Regions from separate parts of the Ovis aries genome. Here region 2 is linked to region 1. A link is a contact called in public Hi-C data. All regions are on one chromosome and are shown on one strand. The core of a region is the stretch at or near the end of the contact, and the rest is flanking DNA. Distances in the headings are between cores, read along the strand shown. Region 1 overlaps LOC105606890 (a long non-coding RNA gene). Region 2 has its middle 8.6 kb from the start of TGM2.

Region 1 (4,933 bases), core at 747-3,246:
TATGTTTCCATAGAACCATCCACTGAATTATTGAAGGAAGCTACCACAGGGAAGATTTGCCCTTGGAGGACAAGATCTTCTGAACATTCGGAGATAAACCTGTGGGAAAGGTTTACTCCGTGTGTGAGTGAGCTTCCTTTCAGTGGAAGGGTTCAAGCAGGGACAGGATGAGCTGCGTCCAAGGGGGCTAAAGGCTGGTTCTCCCCAGGCTGGACCTCAGCTCTTCTCACACTTGGCCCCAGGAGGCAGCCTCTCTCCTTTCTTTTGGCTCTTGTCAAAATTTACTTAATGCTTCTGGCAACGGAGGTAAAATGAGCCAGGATTTACGGCTCCAGAACACAATTGCTAATCTTATCACTGTCCACTCCCCTTGCCTAGACTCCCCTTTCAGAGAAAACCCACAACGATATTTCTCTTGCCCTGCCTCTTGCCTTCCATCCCCACCCCACCAGACTTATCTACCAAGTCCAAGTTCTCTGGCAAACAAAACAGCTCCCCCGAGGGGATGGGTGTTGGCCTCAGGGTTTTCCACAAGGGAAAACTGGAGAAGGTTCACCCTGTTCAAAACCTTCCAAGGCTCCCTGCTGCCTAGAGTCAGGGCTTTTTCCCCACCACCACAGATCCCTTGTGAAAGGCAAATCCTTCCTTGCAAACAGCACTCTACTGAGATTTACTCTGTGTCCAGCACTGGGCTAAGGCTTGACTTCACTGACCCCCCCATTAGACCCCATGAGGTAGGATCTATTATTAGCTCCAGGTCACTAAGTGAGAGCTTGGAACTGGGTCAGTCTCACTTTGAGCCACACAGTCTGAAACACCATGTTAATCTGTTTTTTTTGTTTGTTTGTTTCTTTTTGTTTTTCCCCCCACATTATTGTCTTCCTTCCTTCCTTTTTTTTTCTTTCTTGGAGTATAATTGCTTTACACTGCTGTGTTGGTTTCTGCTGTTCAACAAAGTGAATCAGCCATAAATACACATATTTTCCCTCCCTCCTGAGCCTCCCCCCCACCCCCCATTCCACCTCTCTAGATCATCACAGAGCACCGAGCTGAGCTCCCTGGGCTACACAGCAGCTTCCCACGAGCTGTCTGTTTTCTCACTGAGAGTTTATATAAGTCAGTGCTACTCTCCCAGTTTGTTCCACACTCCGTCCCTAGGTCCACATGTCTGTTCAGCATCTCTATTCCTGCCCTGCAAATAGGTTCGTCTGTACCATTTTTCTAGATCCCGTACATATGTGTTGATATGCGATATTTGTTTTTCTTGGTTTGGTTTTTGTAACTGTTTTCCAAGTGAAGTTCGACATAGTCCTTTAAAGGCACAGCAGGGAGCAGTAGAGCTGCTCTCATGCCTGGACTGCTAGGACTGCTAGACTTTTCCACCTCATCCCCCGAAGCAGCTCCCTCAACGGGCACTCAGCCACCAGATCCACCGTCCTCACAGGAGGGGCCCAGGAGGCAGAGACTTGTGGCTGCAGACCTTGGAGTCCGACCTGTGCTCTCTAGTTACCTGAGCTTAAGCTTTGGTTTTCTCACCTGCAAAATGGGGCTAAGGCCTTCCTGCTTTTTTAGGGTTTTAGTGAGGATTAGACGTGATCACTAATGTAAGGGTTCATCACCTGGGAGATGCTCCTTACATATCGCCTGCAGTTATTGGCCGTCTCTGTGGTTTGGGGTAGCCCCTTACCACCTCCTTCTGGCCTCCCTGGTGGCTCAGATGGTAAAGAATCTGCCAGCAATGTGGGAGATCTGGGTTCAGTCCCTGAGTTGGGATGATCCCCTGGAGAAGGGAATGGCGACCCACTCCAGTATTCTTGCCTGGAGAATTTCATGGACAGAAGGGCCTGGAGGGGCTAAAGACCACAGGGCTGCAAAGAGTCGGACACGACTGAGCAACTTTCACTTTCACCTTCTGGTCTTTCAACACCATAAATCAAGGGCCATGATCTCTAGAAAATGCTGTGACCCAGGAGCTGAGGCAGCTCTGACCCCTGCCGGGGACATGGCCACAGAGCCTCACTGGCTTTCCTTGCAGCTGTAGCATCCGGGCTGATGTAGGGAAGCATGGCTGTGAATAAATCTGTCAGTTTCCTGGATGCCCCCCATCTTCCCCACCCCTGTCGGGGACCCCTGCCTCATAGGAGGGCTGAAGCTAGCTGGCAGCAGAACCACATGTTGGCTGAGCTGCTAGGGAACTCTGTAATGAACTGTCCCTCAGGCTGGAGGCGTTAACCTTGCTGCCTGGGCCCTGGGGTTAACCCTTTCCCTTCACAGCCCCAGAGAAGCTAAGAGCAGAGCACATGTGAGGGAGGACCATATTGATTATCCCTTGCTGCCGAAGAAATTACCCGCACATTTAGCAGCTGGAAATAAATAACTAATAACATTCAGCTTCTGTGGCTCAGGAATCTGAATGTGGCGTCACTGGGAGGTTCTGGGTCAAGAGATTTCACAAGGCAGGAAGCAAGATGGCAGACACGTCAAGGCTTGACTCTGGGAGGATTGGATTCCACCCTCACTTGTGTAGCTGTTGGCCAGCTTCTGAAGAGCTATGACCCAGTTCACTCACACGTGCCTGTGCACGGAACTGCCTCGTGTCAAGGCAGCTGGGCTCCCCCCATACCTTCCCCTGCTCCGCCTCTGTGTAAGAGGTGAAGAGGGAGAAAGACAAGCATCCAAGCTGGAAGGCACAGACCTTTAATAACCCACCCTCTTCACCCACCACTTGTGATGCTATTGCAGGAAGGGGGATCCTTTCCTGGGCCGAGAGTGGACTCTTGTCTAACACTCGGAAATGAATTGTCTGAGGAGACACACGTGTTGACAGAGCAAGAGGCTTTATTGGGAAGGGTGGCCTGGGAGGGGGGCAGGAGGGTAAGGAGACCTAGGAGGACTCCTCTGCCACATGGCTTGCAGTCCTGGGTTTTATGGTGTTGGAGTTACTTTCTGGGTTGTCTCTGGCCAATCACTCTGACTCAGGGTCCTTCTTGGTGGTGCACACATTGCTCAGCCACGATGAATTCCAGTGAGGATTCTGGGAGGTGGTGGGACACGTGGTGTCTCCTTTGGACCTTTCCTGAACTCTTCCGGTTGGAGGTGGCTCCTTAGTTCCATGTTCCTTTCCAGTAACCCCTGTGGTAACATGTAAAATAACTCAGGCAAACAGTTACTATGGTGCCTGGCTAGGGTGGGCAGTTTCAGTCAGTGCGTTTCCCCTGCCAATGTTTCCTATTTCTTAGCTGTCAGTCAGTAAGCCCAGCCCACACTCGGGAGGGGAATTATATGAGGGTGGGAAAACCAGGAAGCCGGGCGTCACTGCGGACCATCTCACAAGGTGCCCACCTCAGAGGGGCCGCGGCTGGGACACACAGGTAGACCTAAGGCTGACTCACCTTCAGATGAACCTCTGCAGAGCTGGGAGTTGGCCTCGACTCCTCATTCCATCTATCGCCACATCCTGTTAATTCAAAATCCTAAATCGTTTCCGAATGTGACCACTCTGGACTGTAACGGCTCCAGTCAGGCCCGCATCATGTCTCACCAGGATGTCATAACTCCATCACCATCTCCTCACTGGTCCCCCTGTATCTATTCTGCCCCGCTCTGCCCCCACCATCCCTTCCACCATCACCTGTCCCTTCCTAATAGCATTCAGAGGAGTCAAAATGCAGACTTGATGCTGTCTGCCTTTGCTGAGAATGCTTCAGAGGCTCTCCGTGATCCTAAGCATGAGAATTCTCCACAGACAACAAGATTCTGCAGGGTCTGACTCGCCCTGGACCTCGACAGCCTCCCCTCACAGCACTGCTGGCTCCTCTCGAACAGGCCCTGTGCCCTCTTGACCCAGATTTCCCACACGCTGTTCCTCTTCCGGGAACACTTTTTTTTGTACCCTTCACCTAGTCAGACCCTCATTACCCTGGGGATATTGGCACAAGAGTCACTTCCTTGAAGAAGCTGACCCTGTCCAACCCTAACGGAGTTCAAGTCGTCTGTTGAAAACTCATCCTCTAGTTGTAGCGTGTTGCCGGCCCTCTGTGTCTTTATCTGATTGGTCGCTGTCTGTCCTTCCCCAAGACTCTAAGTGCCATGATGGCAGCCACCGAATCTGGTTTTGCTAGCTGCAACCATTGTGCCTGTCACCAGTGGGTGCTTAAGAAACATATATTTAAGGGACTTTCCTGGCAGTTCAGTGGTTAAGAATCTGCACTTCATTTGTAGGGGGTGCATAGGTTCGATCCCTGGTTGGGGAACTAAGATCTCGCATACCACTCGGTGCAGCCAAAACATAAAAAAAAAAAAAAAGAAAAAGAAAAGAAAAGAAACATAGAGAATTTTTTCTAAAACTTAAAGTCCTTGGGAAGATAAAACTACAATTTTAAAACAGAATTCATTAGAATCATAGAATTTTGAGGCTCAAAGGGGGTTCAGAAACTAGCCAGAGGAAATTAAGGCCCAGAGATGGGGAAGGGCTTTCTGGGCTGCAGAATGAGTGGAGACCGAGACAAGAAGACAGACCCCCGGATGACCCCCTCGCCTGCCACTTTCCATCTGCCACGAGCCCCACTAACCTCCTGCTGCTGCTGCTAAGTCACTTCAGTCGTGTCCAATTCTGTGTGACCCCGTAGATGGCAGCCTACCAGGCTCCCCCGACCCTGGGATTCTCCAGGCAAGAACACTGGAGTGGGTTGCCATTTCCTTCTCCAATGCACGAAAGTGAAGAGAAAGTGAAGTTACTCAGTTGTCTCCGACTCTTAGCGACCCTATGGACTGCAGCCCACCAGGCTCTTCCGTCCATGGGATTCTCCAGGCAAGAGTACTGGAGTGGGGTGCCATTGCCTTCTCCGCACTAACCTCCTTTTACCACCTAAACTTCACCAATGGCCCCTGATAAACACTAACATATCACCTCCATCAGTCCTAAGACTCGGCA
Region 2 (5,085 bases), core at 1,881-4,380, 60 kb before region 1:
CCTCACTCTTCTCATCTGGCAACTGGGGGGATGGAGCCATTCTTCATGCAGACAGAATTATGGAAGAGAAGGACAACTCAGGGTCTTTGTAGGGCCGGATGGGGCTGCAAACAAACCAATGATGAGCAAGTACATGCATAAGGCTTCTCCCCACAGAGCCAGCGCACAGTGGGTGCACAAGATGCTAGCATCCCCCTTTCACCCACACCCGAGAGCTGACCTGCGGAAACAGATGGCACTTGAAGCCCCTAAAAATAACGAGTCATTAAAACAGCCAAGGTTTGTGTGGCTCCCACTGTGCCCTATGCTGTCCCATACAATAGCGCATTTATTCTCAAGTCTGAGAGACTGGAACTCTCACTCTCACTATTTGGGTGAGAAAACAGGTGAAGTTACGTGTAACACGAAGTTACATGCATGACCTGTGTGTGGACCTGTGCTTTCCGTCCGCCACTTTCGTTCCCTTCCTGCTCACTCCGCTCCCACTACGCCGGCCTCCCTGCCACCCCTTTAGCTCACCAGGCGTGCTCCCAGCTAACAGCATGTGGCTGTTGCACCTGGAAGGCCTCCGTCACTCTGCCTCTGGGTTTCTGGAGAGGCCTGGGTACCACCCAGGGAGGATGAGGATCTGGGAAGAAGGTGGGTCGAGGCATCAGCCTCTTTCCTCTTTCCGCTTCTCACCTCTCCATCCCCCAGCAAGGCTAAAAGCCCAACTGCCACTTGGGAAAGGACAGGGTTAATCTAATTTGAGCCTCCAGACCATGTTCAAGGTGATTCGTTTTATTCTTAAAAAAAAAAAACAAAAAAAAAACCACCTTAACCTGTCAGGTCTTGTTTAGAAACCTGAACATTCTGAAAATATTGACAAAGAGAGGGGGCTGCACCCAGGAGAAGATTCTCAGCGAGAGGGGTGATGTTAATCCAATGTGACAGGGGTATTTTTTTCTCTCAGGCCAGGAAAGCAGAGAGTGCAAATTGCTCTGCTGGGGGTCAGCCGGGCAGGGTGCAAGCTCAGGAAGCCATCTCTGGGGGCTGCTGTGTGTTGGGGGGCGTGTGCTGGGCTCCCCTCCCCCACTTCCCGGGAATGGTTTATCAGACAGCTCCATTTCCGAGGAATGGTTTATCAGACAGCTCTATCTTATTAATAGTCATAGCGTGTTGAAACCAGTGAATCTGGAGCATCAGAAATTCATTGTTGGTCCAATCTTGTCATTTCTCCAGTGGGCAAACTGAGGTCGGAGTAAAGGGGTGAGGCATTTATTCTGCCAACTGTCAGCCAATCAATATGAGTTAGAACCCTCATTATGAAGCTATTCTCCCACCAAGGTGACCAGGGATTTAGAAAGGCAGCTATGACTCCCTTTAGGACTTTGATTTGGATTCAAATCCTTGCTCTGTGGTTCAACGCAGGTTATTTAGGCTCTCTGAGCCTCGATTTCCCCAGTAAAATGAAGACAATAATCCCTAAATCCCTTAGAGTTGTTTGGAGAATTTAATAAGAGAAATGTCCATTTCGGTCTTTGGTTATATGAATAGACACGCAGACTCAGGGGAGCTTAACAGTTTACAAAAAAAAAAAAAAATCAATTGTAAGGACATGGGGATGGCTTACAGGTACTTACACAAAAGAAGTGAAAATATATGTCCACACAAAGAACTGTAGCTCTGTATTTATAGCAGCTATATCCATAATCACCCAGAGCAACTCAAATGTCCTTCAACTGGTTAACGTAGAAATAAACTGTGATGTATTCATTCAATGGAATACTTACTACTCAGCAACACAAAGGGAGGAATGGTGGGCACTTGCAACAATTGGATGAATCTCAAATGCACTGTGTTAAATGAGAGAAACCAGACTCAAAAGGGTGTCTATTGTCTGATTTCACTTACATGACATCCAGAAAAGACAAAAAATAGGAACAGTGATCAGTTAGCGGTTGCCAGGCACAGAGGAAGTGGGGAGAGAATTGCCAGGAAAAGGGCAGGGGGGAAATTTGGAGGCTGTTGGTGACGTTCTAAATCACAATTGTGATGTGGTAACAGGACAGTACATGTCTGTCAGCTCATTGAACTGTATACTCAAAAAGGTGAAATGGAAATGCATGTATAAATTGCAACTCAATAAATCTGACTTTTAAAAGTCAAACAAAAGCTAAAAAGCTGAGCTTCAGAAAAGACAAAACGTGAAGTGGTTTTAGGAATGAACCAGCGAATTTTACCATCATTTAGAACTTGTATCCGAGTTGGAAGATGCCAAGTCCCAGAAGAGCTTCTGATTGGCTGTGTTTGGGTCCCAGGCCCGCAATTAACTAGAGTTGGGCAGGGCCATTTGATTGACAGCCCCATCAAGCCCACAGAAAGGGGAGTTTCCCCAGAAGCAAACAAGCTGCAGCTACCAAGAAGGCTGCAACGGCAGGGACCTATAGCCTCGGGGTTCATTATCCTAGACGCTGAGCTCTGTCTTTGTAGGAACGTGGCCAAAGCTTCCATCTTCTGTGACGGTGGGATGCGGAGCTGGCAGACTACCCTCAGATGTGAAGGTTGGGTTTCAGACTGCCTGGGTCAAGCTGAGGGCTGCTTCAGACCTACAAGCCCTGGGTTCAGTCACTTGAGTGGCTCATCAAGCAGGCGGGAGAAACAAGTGGTGGTTCGTTCGAGCCACACAAGTGTTCAATTTAGCCGGACAAGCTCAGCCTCTGCCCTAGAGAGTCATTTATTTCCATGAAAGAGTGTTTGATTCTTATTGACTGAATGGGGTGTGTCAGGCAGACACAACCAATGACTCAGTCTAAGTGGGGGAGAAGCAGGGTAATGCTACAGAATCCAGTGGTTCATCTCCCAGGCCTCTGTAGCCCCAAATGGCCATGGTGGCTTCACCAGGCTCCCACACCAAGGCTGAACTCTCCTGGCATGAAGTCCCAGCCATATGGATTCCGAGTATGCACTTTGGAGCACTTGCTCTGCCCCTTCTGAGCTAGGTGACCTTGGGCAAATCACTTCACCTCTCTGACCCTCCTTTTAACACAGGAAAGGATTTTTCAAGCACTTTCTTAGATTTCACTGGGATTAAGTGCTCCAGAAACATTTAAAGACATAAATAGGATTGGGAAGTAAACAGAAACTCAGTGTACCCTTTTCAAAATTCCAAATTGCAGATGTGGAAACATTTGTGTATTTTGTCTTTACTCATGTGCTGTGCTCATGGGTTTGGTTTTGTAAGATTGTGCCAATATTGACAAAAGTTTTTTTTTTTTAAATAGACTGATTGTGGATTTTTTTTTTTTTTTGCAAATTTCTTTTCTTTTCTTTTTTTTTTTTTTCCTCAGTCTGTATTTTTTTCTACCTACTAGAATTTCTTTTGGAGTATTTCCATTTTTATAAAAACTCTATTCTAAATGTAAACAGGTTATTCTTTTCCTCTTGAAAAGTTAATCTTTAATTACCAAAGTGATACATAAAAATACTTCTCTACTTAAAAATTTTATCACCTTCCAGGGAATACTGAAATCACCTTTAATCACCACTTGTTGTTGTTTAGCCACTAAGTCGTATTCGATTCTTTTGCGAATCAATTAGATTCACCAGGCTCTTCTGCACATGGGATTTTCCAGGGGAGAATACCAGAGTGGATTGCCATTTCCTTATCCAGGGGATCTTCCTGACTCAGGGATCAAACCCTCATCTCCTGCACTGCAGGCAGATTCTTTGCCACTGAGCCACCTGGGAACCCTTTGATCACCACTACCGCCCCCTAATTATGGTCCTCATACTCCCCCCATCACCATCAGCAATTTGGAGAGAAATTTTCCAGACCTTCTTCTGTGTACTTCTGTTTACATATTTTACATATATTTACTTATTATTTTCATAAGAAATGAATAGTCTTGTGGAATCACATCCTAGATAATGTCCTGCAATTTCCTTTTTTTGCTCAACGTTGTGACTTGGAATTATTTTCATGTCCATACACAGAAGACTACCTCGTCTGGCTTTTAATTGTTGTATAATATTCCTCAGTTCAGTTCAGTTCAGTCGCTCAGTCGTGTCCGACTCTTTGCGACCCCATAAATCACAGCACACCAGGCCTCCCTGTCCATCACCAACTCCCGGAGTTCACTCAGACTCATGTCTATCGAGTCAATGATGCCATCCAGCCATCTCATCCTCTGTCGTCCCCTTCTCCTCCTGCCCTCAATCTCTCCAAGCATCAAAGTCTTTTCCAATGAGTCAGCTCTTCACATGAGGTGGCCAAAGTACTGGAGTTTCAGCTTTAGCATCATTCCTTCCAAAGAAATCCCAGGGCTGATCTCCTTCAGAATGGACTGGTTGGATCTCCTTGCAGTCCAAGGGACTCTCTAGAGTCTTCTCCAACACTACAGTTCAAAAGCATCAATTCTTTGGCGCTCAGCCTTCTTCACAGTCCAACTCTCATATCCATACATGACTACTGGAAAAACCATAGCCTTGACTAGACGGACCTTAGTTGGCAAAGTGATGTCTCCGCTTTTGAATATGCTGTCTAGGTTGATCATAACTTTTCTTCCAAGGAGTAAGTGTCTTTTAATTTCATGGCTGCAGTCACCATCTGCAGTGATTTTGGAGCCCCCCAAAATAAAGTCTGACACTGTTTCCACTGTTTCCCCATCTATTTCCCATGAAGTGATGGGATCGGATGCCATGATCTTCATTATCTACTGCCATATTAAAAAAACATGTTGAGACATAATTTACTCCCCAGAAAATTCTTCCATTTATAATGTTCAATTCAACTGTTTTTAGTATAGTCACATATTTGTGCAACCATCACCACAATCTGATTCTAGAACATTTCCTTCACCCCCCCACTCCACCAAAGAGACCCTGTACCCATTATTATCCACTCTTCCATTCCCCACTCCTCCCTTCGGTCCCTGACAACTACCACTTTCCCTTTCTACTGACTTGTCTGTCCTGTACATCTTATATAAATGGACTCATACTCTATGTAGACATCTGTGATTAACTTATTTTCCTTGAGTGTGATGGTTTGGTATTCACCCATGTTGTAGACACATCACTACTTCATTTTCTTAATTGTCAAAT

What was found. A called contact is a pair of places that touch in the nucleus more often than the background predicts.
Region 2: a Hi-C map of liver shows a contact between it and region 1, with 2.9 times the contacts expected there. The contact joins two enhancer-like sites. A contact is called at or near these places in 6 of 16 Hi-C or Micro-C datasets (liver, mixed tissues, muscle and 3 more).

What each region holds. Positions count from the first base shown.
Region 1 is chr13:66,974,729-66,979,661 of ARS-UI_Ramb_v3.0, reverse strand. LOC105606890 (a long non-coding RNA gene) reads right to left here. Exons shown (of 4, transcript XR_009595966.1): 3 at 3,393-3,457; 4 at 2,819-3,132. Among named protein-coding and RNA genes, the nearest start is that of TGM2, 53 kb to the left of the region's middle. Within about 2 kb of position 1,996, at least 8 of the 54 cell types and tissues checked have an H3K27ac peak or open chromatin away from gene starts, as enhancers often do. A contact at or near this core is called in liver, where this site is marked.
Region 2 is chr13:67,036,071-67,041,155 of ARS-UI_Ramb_v3.0, reverse strand. No RefSeq gene overlaps it. Among named protein-coding and RNA genes, the nearest start is that of TGM2, 8.6 kb to the right of the region's middle. Within about 2 kb of position 3,130, at least 4 of the 54 cell types and tissues checked have an H3K27ac peak or open chromatin away from gene starts, as enhancers often do. A contact at or near this core is called in liver, where this site is marked.